Regions from separate parts of the Bombyx mori genome. Here region 1 is linked to region 2. The links are chromatin contacts, called in public Hi-C maps. All regions are on one chromosome and are shown on one strand. Each heading gives the region's core, a stretch centred on a gene start, on an enhancer-like site or on the middle of the called end of the contact. The rest is flanking DNA. Distances are from core to core; before and after follow the strand shown.

The links. A called contact is a pair of places that touch in the nucleus more often than the background predicts.
Region 1: a contact with region 2 is called in a Hi-C map of middle silk gland, with 1.9 times the contacts expected there. The contact joins the promoter of LOC101737093 here to the promoter of LOC101736256 in region 2. A contact is called at or near these places in 2 of 7 Hi-C or Micro-C datasets (middle silk gland and whole pupa).

Annotation. Positions count from the first base shown.
Region 1 is chr19:10,153,970-10,160,852 of ASM3026992v2, forward strand. LOC101737093 (RNA polymerase II subunit A C-terminal domain phosphatase) reads left to right here and starts at 3,041. Exons shown (of 12, transcript XM_004922354.4): 1 at 3,041-3,421; 2 at 3,863-4,010; 3 at 4,604-4,741; 4 at 4,887-5,137; 5 at 5,572-5,711; 6 at 6,458-6,785. The coding sequence starts at 3,204. It overlaps LOC134200691 (a long non-coding RNA gene), which reads left to right and starts at 734. Exons shown (of 2, transcript XR_009975707.1): 1 at 734-947; 2 at 1,244-1,427.
Region 2 is chr19:9,548,616-9,555,383 of ASM3026992v2, forward strand. It overlaps LOC101736256 (TM2 domain-containing protein almondex), which reads left to right and starts at 4,786. Exons shown (of 4, transcript XM_038017663.1): 1 at 4,786-5,066; 2 at 5,347-5,588; 3 at 6,745-6,768. The coding sequence starts at 4,973. LOC101736609 (eukaryotic translation initiation factor 5B) reads left to right here. Exons shown (of 17, transcript XM_038017662.2): 17 at 2,190-2,683. The coding sequence ends at 2,214.

The DNA of each region.
Region 1 (6,883 bases), core at 1,791-4,290, 600 kb after region 2:
CGTCCATTCGCCCAATCACGATGTTCGACCAGCCCATACCGTGGGCCCCGAAGGTCAAATATTTAGGCGTCACCCTCGACAGTAGGATGACATTCCGCCCTCACATTATGACGGTACGCGACCGTGCGAAGTAAAATGTCCCTTAGAAATAAGGTGACACTCTACAAAACTTGCATACGCCCCGTCATGACATATGCAAGTGTATTGTTCGCTCACGCGGCCCGCACTCACCTAAAATCATTTCAAATTATCCAATCCCGTTTTTGCAGGATAGCCGTCGGAGCCCCGTGGTTCGTCAGGAACGTCGACCTCCATGACGACCTGGACTTAGAGTCCATCAGTAAGTATCTACAGTCGGCGTCGATGCGCCACTTCGATAAAGCGGCACGACACGAGAACCCTCTCATCGTGGCCGCCGGTAACTACATTCCCGATCCTGCGGACAGAATGGAAAGCAGTCGACGTCGCCCAAAACAGGTCATCTCGGATCCTCCCGATCCACTAACGGTGCTTTTAGGTAGTTCAAGCACCGGTCACCGTTCTCGTCGAACCCGTCGCTTGCGACGAAGGGCTCGACGAGTAAATTAACTCTCAGACACAGCCCACTGAGTTTCTCGCCGGATCTTCTCAGTGGGTCGCGTTTCCGATCCGGTGGTAGATTCTGTGAAGCACGGCGCTTGCTAGGGTTCGTGTTAGCATCGTCGTCAGGTTTGAGCCCCGTGAGCTCACCTACAAACTTCGATCAACAATAGTAACTAGATTTCGGGTCGGTGCATAAAATCCGTCTCGTCAAATAACAGCGCACTTGAAATGTGAGCTCTTATTTTGTTTAGTTCACTTCAAACACAGCCAATGTCAACCCGTCTCACAATACCGCAGTGTGTATTCAAAAGTTGCAAAAATAAGGCCCGAAAAAGCAATTTAACGGCCGGAGTATCTTACTTTCGGTAAGTACATGAAGTATAAACTATATTGTAAGCTTTAAACTTATAAATAATATTAAATTTTGAACAAAATTACCGATTTTTAACCACCGCTACAAATGTTGGCCAAAGCTCGGCCAACACATGGACAAACTTTTGCTTAACAGAACAGTAAATGCATGGAGTAGATTTGTGTTGTAATAATTTTTTAAAATTTGTTAGCAGCACTTCAAAATTAGTTGGTTAAAATTGGTTAATGCTGCTTTTGTGTCTGTTTGTTGGACTCTCATTAGATACTTAGCTTTCCATTTTTATTTTAGCTTTCCTAGCAATCACGTGTGCAGAATGGATCTCGATTGTCGCCAGAGAAAAAAGAGATGACTTTTATAAGCCAGCTAAGAACTCCGCTTATTGACACTGGACATCTTTGCCTTCCGAGCTCACGGCTACTGAAATGTGGCCGAAACATTGTAATAAAAATACCACGCTTGAAACCGTTTAAACGTTGTTTTATTATGTGCACTGGTCGCGAAAACTTAAAAATATATATTACACAAAAACGTAACGCTAATAAAATAATAAGTAATGTATAGATACTAACAAACATACATTTCCAAAACATAAAAAGTAAACAACTAAACTTTTACTTTAATTCATTAATAAATTATTTTAGTGTTAAGCGCGACTCCCTTACCTCCTGTAATAAATAGAAATCGGCATTTCAAGAAGCAAAAATAAATAAAGCAAAACGATGTTAGTTCTCAGAGCAATTAAGAGAAAAGTTACTTTATTTGTTGCACCTTAAGATTGATTTAACATTAAAAGTTGTTTAAAATATGTCTTTTTATTGGTAAGTGACAGGAGTAATTTATTGCTTTGCTCGTTTTATGTGACGAATGATCGTAAGTATTAGATAATGTTTTGGAGACTTGTGACTTTATTACTCGGTGCCATAGTTGTTATTAGTTTGAAAGTATAAGTGTTTCAAAACTTTTTTCTCCGTTTGTTAGTAAACGAATGTAGCTATATAAGTATATATTCACGCGGACAGTTTTTGCTTTAATTTTGTACGTATCCCTTTATCTAGTTACTATTGTTGATCGAAGCCTACAAACGTTAGGGCGAAGCTGAAATAGCCTCTCAAGGCTATCATAGCATAGGTAGGAAAAAAAAAAAAAACGATCCGTATGATTGCTGACTAACGACCGCGTAGTGTGTAAGTTGAAGTCGTCGTGCCCTAAAGAATAAGACGTCTGGTGCATTCGTATCGAGCGATGAAACGGTTGAAGGTCGGTTTGAAGGGTGGGGCAGCCGTTGTAACTATACTGAAACTTATATCTCAAGGTGAGTGGCGCATTTAAGTTGTAGATGTCTATGGGCTCCAGTAACCACTTAACACCAGTTGAGCTGTGAGCTCGTCCACCAATCTAAGCAATAAAAAAGGTCACATAGACAGATATCCAATTAAAACCGTAGCGTATATACGTAGCGTTTTTAAGTATTGTGTACAAGAATGAAATTTTAATCAAAAAATATTTTCTTACGTGGCTTGTTTTCTTTTTAAACAGCGAATAAATTAAATATGCATATTGCAAATTAAATATGCTTAAGGATAATACACCTAAATTATGTAGGTAGTGAATATGGATCATAGTGTTAGTATCTTTACTCCATGTAACTCCATGATATGGATAAAGTGCAAAGAAACAATTTATTTAGTTAGTAAGTAGTTTAGTTTAATAGAATCCCTACATTAAAATTAGATACATCGTCTCTTGGAGAGCAAACAAGTTTTAGGCCTGCATTAGCATTTTAACCGAGAAGTAACAAAAATTTAAACAAGCTCTATTATTTTATTTTGTTAAAATAAATATTCGCTCCTGGCTTTTACACCCTGTCGCACATTATTAATTGGTACTCTTGCATCATCATAGTTTTTATTAGTAATATGCTATTGATGATATCTACTGTACTTGGCTTAATTTCTCAGCTTTACACTGCCATCGTGCGTGAACAATACGTTTCATACTCGAAAGCATTTCATACTTTTTTTAAATAAGTCTATGCTCTATGTATGCTCAAAAGCAGCCAGAATAAAAAAGGAAAGAAATTGTCTCTGCTCACAGCACGTTTTGGGCCGGATATGAACTCCTATTCGCCATGAAGATGATTGAACCTGTACTTTATTCTCATTGGCAGGAAAAGTGAAGCCGCCAAAACTGTTTTCGAATCACCAATAAGGTACTAGGATTTTGACAAAAAGCGTTATATCCGTTCAAGATGGCCGACAAAACTATACCTATTTTTGTTCCATCAGAAAAGCCTGTGAAACTCGCAAAGTGGAAAATAAAACAAGGTACTGTGGTAACACAAGGCCAAGTATTATTTTTATACAAAGATTTAGCGGGCGATGGTGAAGAGTTAAAGAAATTTAAATCATCACACGCTGGTACTGTGTCATCGATCAAGGTGAAAGAAGGAGACGTAGTAGAACCTAGGTAAGTGACGTCATGATAACAACGATAAAATAAAAACGGTGCATATATTTCATGATAAAATGTCTAACATTTATGTCATGTTTTATTCTCATTAGATGTGAAGCATATTAATAAAGCAACGCCATTGTTGCAAATCCATTTTATCGATTGAGCGCCAATTTTGAATGTTGAAAACATTTCCCGCCCTGCATGAAATAGCAGCTCGGCTGTGCCATTAACATTGAGGATGTTTTTAAGCGACGGTGATCACTTAACATCAGGTGGGCGATACCATCGTCTGTCTGACTTTAATTGCAAGCAATGACATCTTCGACTTTATTTTGTAAAGAATGTTATTTTTAAATTTGCTTCTAATGTACAATGTAAAATTTTATATCTGCCATAATATATTTATCAGACGATGTTATCGATTGTTTCAAACGTAGTATTTTGCGTTTACAGTTCGGCTGTAGCAGATTTGGAAGAATGCCGCCATCCAACAGTGATGATGGAGATGTGCGCGGAGTGTGGAGCAGACCTCCGCAGCGAGGAGACCAAGAAGCTGGACGTGGCCATTGTACCAATGGTACACTCTGTACCTGAATTAAAAGTAAACACTTTTGATTATGTCAATTACTCTGGAGAACAATTTACAAAATGTATTTATTTTCTGATGACAAAACCTAGTGGTAATAACATTTTATGAAAAGCCATTAGATCAGTTTAATTAAATAGATAAACAGTAGGGACAGCTTTAATTTAAATGAGAAGCTCCACTGAAAGAATGCAAAAAAAATCTAAAATATATCCTGAACTGAACGTAAGAAACGTTATTCTTAATAAAAGCCCTGGATTTGGGACTCATATTACAATTTGAATGTGAAATGTCATTGTCTTCAAAATCAACATTCTCACGTCTTAGATTTCATGTAGATCTTGATAGCAAATTATACCATCAATGTATATAAATCAAACTTAAACATATACATAATTACAATTTAGTGTATGTACCTACAACACCTTGAGCATTAGTTACCTGGACTGTGATATCCATACCCTATTTTCAAACTACATTCACAGGACAGTATTTATTAACAATATTAACAAGGGTCATGCGGGTGGTATTTGGAGATCTTCAATAGGGGTGTCATACTCAAGCTAAACTTAGATTTAGTAATATTTTGATTATATTTCATATTTCAGGTGTCTGAAGAACTGGCACAAAAACTAGGTAAAGAGGATGCTGAGCGTCTTCTGAAAGACAGGAAATTAGTACTTCTGGTAGATTTAGATCAAACATTAGTTCACACTACTAATGACAATATACCACCCAATCTAAAGGTGAGGGGTTTTTATTTTTCTTCTTCTATGCAATTGATTCTTCCCTAATAGTTTGAAATTGTGATTAAATAATATGTGATTTCATTAACTAGATACTGATACTATGTATACAATCTAATGTAATATGATTTTTTTGTTTCTTCAGGGAGTATTACACTTCTTCCTAAGAGGACCTGGAGGGCCAGGGCGTTGGTGTCATACGAGGCTTCGACCACGCACTCAAGAGTTTCTTGAATCAGCAGCAAAGAACTATGAACTTCACATATGTACATTTGGAGCCAGGCAATATGCACATGCCGTAGCTGAGCTCCTAGATCCGGAAAAGAAATATTTCTCACATAGGATACTATCCAGAGATGAATGCTTTGATCCTAGAACTAAAGCAGCCAATCTGAAGTAAGAATGATATTGCTAAGTAAAAGGCCTTTCCAACATTTTCAATAAGTTTTTTCTCTTGATGAGACAGACAATCAATTGTGGATATTCAGTATAATCTGAATCAAAGTAGGTTTATTAATAGACTAAAAACAGCTTTAAATTTATCAAATTGTGCTGACAGATAGAGTTTTTATCTAACTTTATCTATTAATTATCTAATCAACACTTTCTTTTATAACTGAATACTTTTTTAATAAGAAATAATTTGTGTGGACAAAATATTCTAAAATAATGCCTTTGTAAAGTTAAAATCTCTGAGTCCCATATCAATCTTGAATATTCATAACCAAAATTTTTCTAACGTATATAATTAATTTTTAAATTAATTTTAAATAGTTTTAATTGTGACTATTGTACTTTTTTGACCATTTTTTATGAACTATAATTTACAGAGCACTGTTTCCTTGTGGTGACAACATGGTTTGCATTATTGACGATCGGGAAGATGTGTGGAGACATGCTGCTAATCTAATTCATGTCAGGCCTTACTCATTTTTTCAATCGACCGGCGATATCAATGCACCGCCACCAAGTAAGAATCTCGTAAAAGAGAATATGAAATAAAATATTAAAACTAATAATTCTGGATTAACATACAAGTTTCAAATTTAAGAATGTTTGAATCTCACTTGTAATCCATACATTAGTAATAGTCCTTCTGAAGACTTTCTTTTGTATAGCTTAAAAAAAAAGACAGATACGAGGACAACATTTTTTTTGCTAACAAACACCTCATAGTCCACTTGGTATCTAGTAATTTGTACTATCCACCTAGAGATGAAATCAAAGTGGTACTATTACGGTTGTATTGTTGAAACCGTAATGCATGACTGTTGCAAGGCAGGATGATGGTTACCTGCCACAGTGTGATGAAAATGTCATATGACTAATAACATAATTTAAAATGTTTACCCTTTCTGATCTTCATGAGCTCTCAGACTACATCATAAATATCAACACTCACTATCCCGTTGAAGATTCACGTTTCATTGATTAACAACTATTGGGCACTGGTTATTGACTGATTGCCTCATGGCAGAATGAGGGTTTCAACTTATTGAGAATAAAGATAATTACGGGTCTTACCAACATTATCGCTAACATTATTATTAATTATGGCAATATTGTTGAAGAAACAATATTAACAATTAATTAAGTTATCTGTTTTAAAAAAAAGAGGTTTTCACTAGAAATTACTTTTCCAACTTTTTTTGTTAAAAACATCTACACTTTACTAATGAATATATTTTCTGAGTTTATTTTCTTATTTGATTTTAGTTGAAGAGAAACCAAAATTGACGATCGGCAAAAATGGTACTCAACCACAAGTACAAGAAATGCCGACTTTAGATGCAGAACCAGATGAAAATCTAGAAAAACCTGCTAACAACTTTGAAAAACCTACTGAAGGTAGCAACGGAAAAGTCATAAAAGAAGTAATGGAAGAGAAGCCAGTTGATATTAAGGAAGGCAATGAAAAAATTGAGGAAGTTGAATTACCGCCAGCTGAGCCAGTATGGACAGAGACATCTGATGGACAGATAGAGGTGGAAGATCCTGATGATTATCTTATCTATTTGGAGGATATTTTGAAGAGGATACATAAGTTAGTATAAGTTATAAATTTAACTACATATGTTAAAATTTGGTTGGATGGATACAAATATAAATCATATATATTTACAGCTCTGAATACTTTAAAAT
Region 2 (6,768 bases), core at 3,536-6,035:
TAATTAGGTATTTTTCGTACAATTGCGAAATTAGCATTGATAATTTAGGGTTAACAATGTAAATAATTCTTTCTGAATGACAAAAAAATATCTAATGTACTCAATGGGAGCATGTTTGATATCAATAAAGTCTCGTGATAAAAAACACACATGAATTTTATTTTATTTTGCAAAAACATGCTGCCTCTTTTCGAATTGCCAAACAACAAAAAAGTTATTGTAGTATTAATTTAGGTGAGTTTCATTTAAAAGCTTTGCAAACCTGCTTCCATCTATTTAACGCTAAACGCTTATTCTTGTGCTTTGCATGTCACAGCTTTACGCAACTTTTGTTTTTTTTTTAATTTCAACAGCTTTGCAATACCATCCGTATACTCATCTCCCGACAACTCCCGCGCGTCAGAGAGCACACAAGGCTATCAAGATTCCGATCTGAGTCCCACGAAAATTATAAGGAGAAGAAGATCAAATTTGCCGACAGCTGTGGCGAATAAAAATAAAAATAAACAGAGACGTAACGTAGGTAGAAAGTTGCTTGTAGTAACTCAAGATTATTCAACGGACTCTAATAATTCATTATGCGGTATCCCCGTAAAGAATCGGACGCTTAGGAGTTCCAGTGAAATTTACAAAACCGATTCGTATTTATATCTTTTCGCAAATAGTAAACGCCCCCTTAAGAGACTGGATAAGATCGAGGAGACGATTCCCATGGCTAATGATGGTTTCAATGCGTCTTCCGAAAATCGAATTGAAACGCTCAAAACACATTATCTTCGTTCGCCGCAAAATACAGACATCGGTAGCTCTAGTAATGTTTCTCTGCCGCAATCTCCCGAACTGTCGCTGGTCGAAAATATCTCTGTCTGCAAAGACATGATCAGTAGTACTGAACACATTGGCAATCTAAACGAAAAACAAGAAAGAAATACAGCGGCCATTTCCCACCACAGTACATACCTGATTTCTGAAGTGGATGTCACCATACCTCTAATGGAGCAACTGAGCGAAGTGAAAGTAAGCGGCGGGAATGGGCTGAATAAATCGACGGATGTGCCTATTTCGGAATCTCTCGTGAATCAGATAGGCAATGTTGGCTTGAGAGATAGCGTATCCGTGACCGACGCTTTAGATAAAAGACTGAGCGAATTGCTGTTAGAAAGTGCGAAGAAGATATCCCAACCTGCAAATGTTAATGATATGGAAGTCGACGAAAACATATCGGTACTGGCAAAGAAATCAAAAGGCAAGAAGCGATGCTCGACGCCGCGTAAAAAGAAAGAAGAAAAAAAAACGAAAACTGTCAATATCGAAGCCATTGATGAACACATGGAATATTCTCGAGCAGGGGCGAGATCCTGCCCTCCTTCGATAAATGTCATTGATGAAAACGCTATGGATTGCGACGAAAATAATTACGTTACCAAAATCGACAAAGTTCGAAAAAAGAAAGACATAATAAAAGTGAAGATACTACGGCCCAGAAAAAAAAGCAGATCAAAAGAAAAATACGTCATATCGGTAAATGAAATTAGCGAAATGTCAATCTGTACTGACAGCGGGATTAATGCCACGGAAACGGAAGGCTTGTTTCCTCTCGATGACAGCGTGGACCTTATACATAATCATTCGGAAACTTGTCTACACACAAATGAATGTGTAGCGGACAGCGTCGAATTTGTTGATATCTCAAATACAATTATTTCCTTGAACAGCGATTCTAGTCGATCACGGGATTGGATCCAGGAAATGGGATTTAAAAATGCCCAAAGTAGTTTTCCTAATTTAGAGACTGAAGTACAAGAAATAGAAATGGGCGTTAATGCAAAAGACAACGAACAAGGTAATTTTTATATTATAAGTGTGCCCGCGGTTCCCCTCGTAACCTTTTCGTAATTAGTATAAATATTAAGAAAATACTTGAAAAACTCAAAATAGTTTTATTTGTAATTAATAAAATTTGCCGCAAAAATTTTGTTACAATAAAAAATACCTGATGTCCCACGACTATGTAAATACTACGCCAAATGTTGCAATAGAAATTTGCGTCGAAAAATACTATCTAATAAATAAAACTGCTTAGTGATTATAATGCCTAACGATATTGAATGTTGTTCTATTACACCGTTTTCTAAATTTATAATGAAATTATATACAAAGTTTTATAAAAATAAATATTTCCATTTTAGGCATAGACTCGAGAAAAACGGATGATTATAATCTAATGGAGAATTTAGGTCATTCCGAAAATAAGAACATTGAAATCATGAATACTAGTCTTATGACGGAAGATTTATCTGATGAAACCCATACTCCGTCGCAACCAGAATGTCAATTTTCAAAGTGGTTTTTATTCAGTGAAGATGATACTTCTAATGTGAACTTAGACCAATGTAGGTCAAATACTGGCGGTTCTGGATCAAATCTTAAACAAATATTTCCTATAGCTTGTGCCATTCCCGATTTATCTACTATCACAGAAATGTCAAAAGAAAATGAGGATAGTCGAAAAACAAATTTAAATATAGATTACTTGAGTGGCGGCGACTCGACGAACCTGTTTAGTGCTTACATAGACAATTAGATTGTACTAGTTTATATTTTTAGTGTGTAATTAGTTTAATAATTTATTTAGATGCTATATGTTTTTTTTTTTAAATAAATGAATTAAGAAATTTTTGAATCCCAATTTCTTTTACCATTTTTTAAGAATTTTAATTACGATTTCATAATTGATGACACAACAAAATATTAGGAGATTTTTTTTATGATTGAAGCATTACTAGCGGCCCAGAGGTCTTTCCAGTTTCACCAGGACAGGTGGGTGAGCAAAGGCTCAGCCAGGAGGGGTGGGATCTGGAACAGCTGCCCGAATGCAACTGCTTCGCGAATGAATCTACTACCGGATCGAAATCGCGACCCGCTGAGAAGATCCGACGAGAAACTCAGCGGGCTGACGCATGGGTTAGGTTGCACGTCGACCTCTTTGTCGAGTTCGACGAGTACGGTTACCGGGGTCCTTAACCTGCTCCTAGTGTTAGAGCTGAAGGCGTCCTTGGAGAAATGTATCCATCATTAGATGAAAAGTTTATTTTGCTCACTATTCTCACCGTTTTTAAGAAGGAAAGTGAAGGCTTTAGGCAATCGTAAAGAAGTTTGAAGAAAAGAATAAAAAAAAAATGTGTCAAGTGTCACGCCTTACGTATAACTATGCGTGGTGTGCCACGAGTAAAACGTGTCTGATCGACCCACCAATTATGATTTAATAGAAAGTGCTTTGAGGAATTGTTCGAGATGATACCATCGTCTCGTTTTTACCATCGCACCGCCTGCCATCGGAGTAGAGTTCATCCATACTACCTGGAGCCACTGCGTTCATCCAGTGTGTTTCTAGAGATTTTTTTGCCATGCACCATCCGGCTTTGGAATGAGCTCTCCTCCACGGTGTTTCCCTAGCGCTATGACATCTTCTTCAAACGAGGCTTGTGGAGAGTATTAAACGGTAGGCAGCGGCTTGACTCTGCCCCTGGCATTGCTAACGTCCATGAGCGACGGTAACCACTCACCATCAGGTGGGCCGTATGCTCATCTGTCCTCATCTGTCTATACGGCAATAAAAATAACATATAAAAACAACAAAAGGGAAATTTTTATCTGAGTGCTTAGTGCGTGTTTTTTAACGTTCTTGATAGCGTAAAAGGTAACCCAATTTTGTATGCAGTTGGAACTGCGCCCCTAGCGGCAAACATAGGCAAACGACCCCATTCCATAAAAATATGAGCTAACTTTAACGCTATCAAGAACGTTAAAAAACTCGCACTAAGCACTGATCTACAGTCACATAATTATAACCATCAGTTTTTAATAGTGTATGATGAAGGCATATTTATCTATTGTGTTTTACAACAGATAGACTTATATTTACTAAACGGCAGTTTCGTAGGGAGAGACCAAAAATGTACTATCCACAGCTGGTTAACTACCGCCATGAAGTCTGCTGCGAACACTACTGCTATATTGTGCATAGACATAGTTATTATTTAATTATTATTTAATGTTATTACAAAGCATTTAAAATATGTGAACTCAACGAGACATCTCACGACATACTTTAATTTGCGGAACGTAGTTCCCTCATCATTCAGAGTAAAGTCATAGTTTAAGTGAATGTTATTAGGTACTTTTCTTATTATTTTGATGCTTTTAAATTATGCACTATTCTACGGCTAAGTTAAAAAAAAACATAAAATAATTGAAAACATCACAGCACCCAATATTGGACAGATTTGACTAGCTTAATTTTTAGTTCAATATTTCATAGCCTAGACACTTTAAAAACTTTAAGCTAATTTAATCTGTGCAGAAAATTAAATTGGAGCTAATGGACTTTTTGGCGGGAACACGAGGACTAAAGTTGTGTGATTTGTTTTATTTTGTCTATTTAGTGCTTCTTCAGGTTTAAATGTGTAGTAACGGTGTTTAATATCTGTGAAAGTGCCCAAATGTGGGAAAATGAAACAAAGCCGCTGGATCTAACTTCTCGGGATCCTCCAAAAAGTCCACTGATAAAATCTTAGTAAATGACCACCATTTTACTGAGATTATATTTCATCCCATATCATCTCATTTCATATCATTTAATTTCATCCCAGTTGGTTAATGTCTCAAATTAATCATCTTCATTTCATTTCACTCCATAATATCATTTTTCATAAAAATATGAATATAAATTAAAATAAGACATGACTTAAAGGTCGCAGTTACCAGGTCATAAAATCCCATAAAAAAAATGGAGCTACCTACGTGAAAATTGCTATCAATTGCCATAGATTATACACTTAATTTAATTGAGAATCAATTGCTATTGTTGAGATGGAAAATGAATTAATAACTATTCGTAAATCATAACATTATATAGAGCATTTGTAAGATACCTATATTCGATGGAAGAAGAAATGCTTTGATTTCCAACATGCATAGAACTCTGCCTTTACGTATAAGCATTCGAGACTGTTTTATTTTGATTTTATTAGTAATAATGAACACAATACATGTCACCGATATGGGTAAGGAAAATAAACAAATCCTAAGTCGTAGAAATTAATATTCTATATGTAAGATAACGGAACTATTTTCTTTAATTCCTTTAGCGGCACAGATACACATATATAATATAGTAATGCTTAATTAGATTTTCAAATATTTAATACTAAAGTTAACTATGACTTTAATTAGCTAGTTAGTAGCTACTATATAATTTAGAATAAATACTCTAGTTGTGTATTAGCAAGTAATTGGCAAAAATGTATAAGCAAAAATAAATGTTCCTATTTACTCTGGTTCTAGCTAATAATAACATGGATTTTCATAGTAAAGAGAATAAAATAAAAGGTGATTCAAATGACAAAGGTGTAAGTTTTAGTGAGAATGAAGAATACATAAAAAGTTGTCCATCAGTTGATCAAGAGAATATGACTGAATGTTCCTCTTTACTGTACCCTTGTATAACATGTAACCGGAGTATAGATTGCAGATATGGAGGTTTCTATAATTATACATGTACAGTGAAACCAAAAGTAGTTTGTCAAGTAAGTGATGTATTAATTAATAAGAATTTAAAAAAGGGTGCGTGTACTTATGTACGCACGTAAGAAATTATACTTTATTTTTATTAAATTTATTTCTTTTTTTTTTAATATTAAATAATTAATAATAAATATTTAACGTTAATAATTTAATAATATTTAGTATGAATTATATTAAATAATAATTTTGTCATTTATATTACTAAAAATGAATACTAATAAGAAGTATAACTTCAAAAGTTACTGTAAAACTTTAGAGGCTATGAAATTTGATAAGAAATCTAAAGTTAGATCCTAAGTGTTCGATGGGTAGGTATTAACTTAAAATCTTGTGCCCAGTTCTATCTATTGCATTAACAAAGATGTAAATTATGTATGAGTTCGGTGAATCTAGCATAAATAACCCCTCGAGGTTAATAGAATAGGTGGGAAAAGAAGAGGATCAAATTATAACACATAATATAAAATATAAATATATAAAAAAATACTCAAGTACTCCGTATATCTTGTTCAAACCAATATTTTATCCTAAGTTTTGTAGTCTCAAAAGAAGTCAGATTTTCCATTATAAATTGGAATGTTACAGTAGACACACTTTTTAGAAACTTCCCTTTAATTTTATTCTTATGTGCATACAAATGTTTTTTCATCCAACAAGAATATGTATAGACTTGAAGTTCATGTTATCCTGCAATGCTTTTTAATTTTTAACATTTATTGTATATTTTATTACTATACCTCACAACTTAAAATATCTATATAAGCTAACATTGAAACGAGATAAAGAATATTGAAAAAAGGAAAGAAGAAACTACAATATAAACATTTTGAAAAATTAATAGATAAGTTTACAATAAATAAATAATAGAACCAACATTATTATCTAGCTAAACTGATTTTAAATAAAATTAATTGAGGAACATGTTAATTCAATCAGTTTTACAGTTGCAATTTATTTTATTTATAAGCACGTAATATCTAGTCACAAAAGATTTGAAATTTATTTGTTTAATTCTAATAACAGTCTTAGTAAAACATCTAGAATGGTATGTTTTTAAACACTTCAATTCATTCATCAATTACTGTTTGGTACCATCTATTTATTTAAGTATCAAATAAGCCTGTGTGTGTTTTATAATGATGATTTTGGATATTGCAGGGGTTAAAAACTTTCAACAAAAGC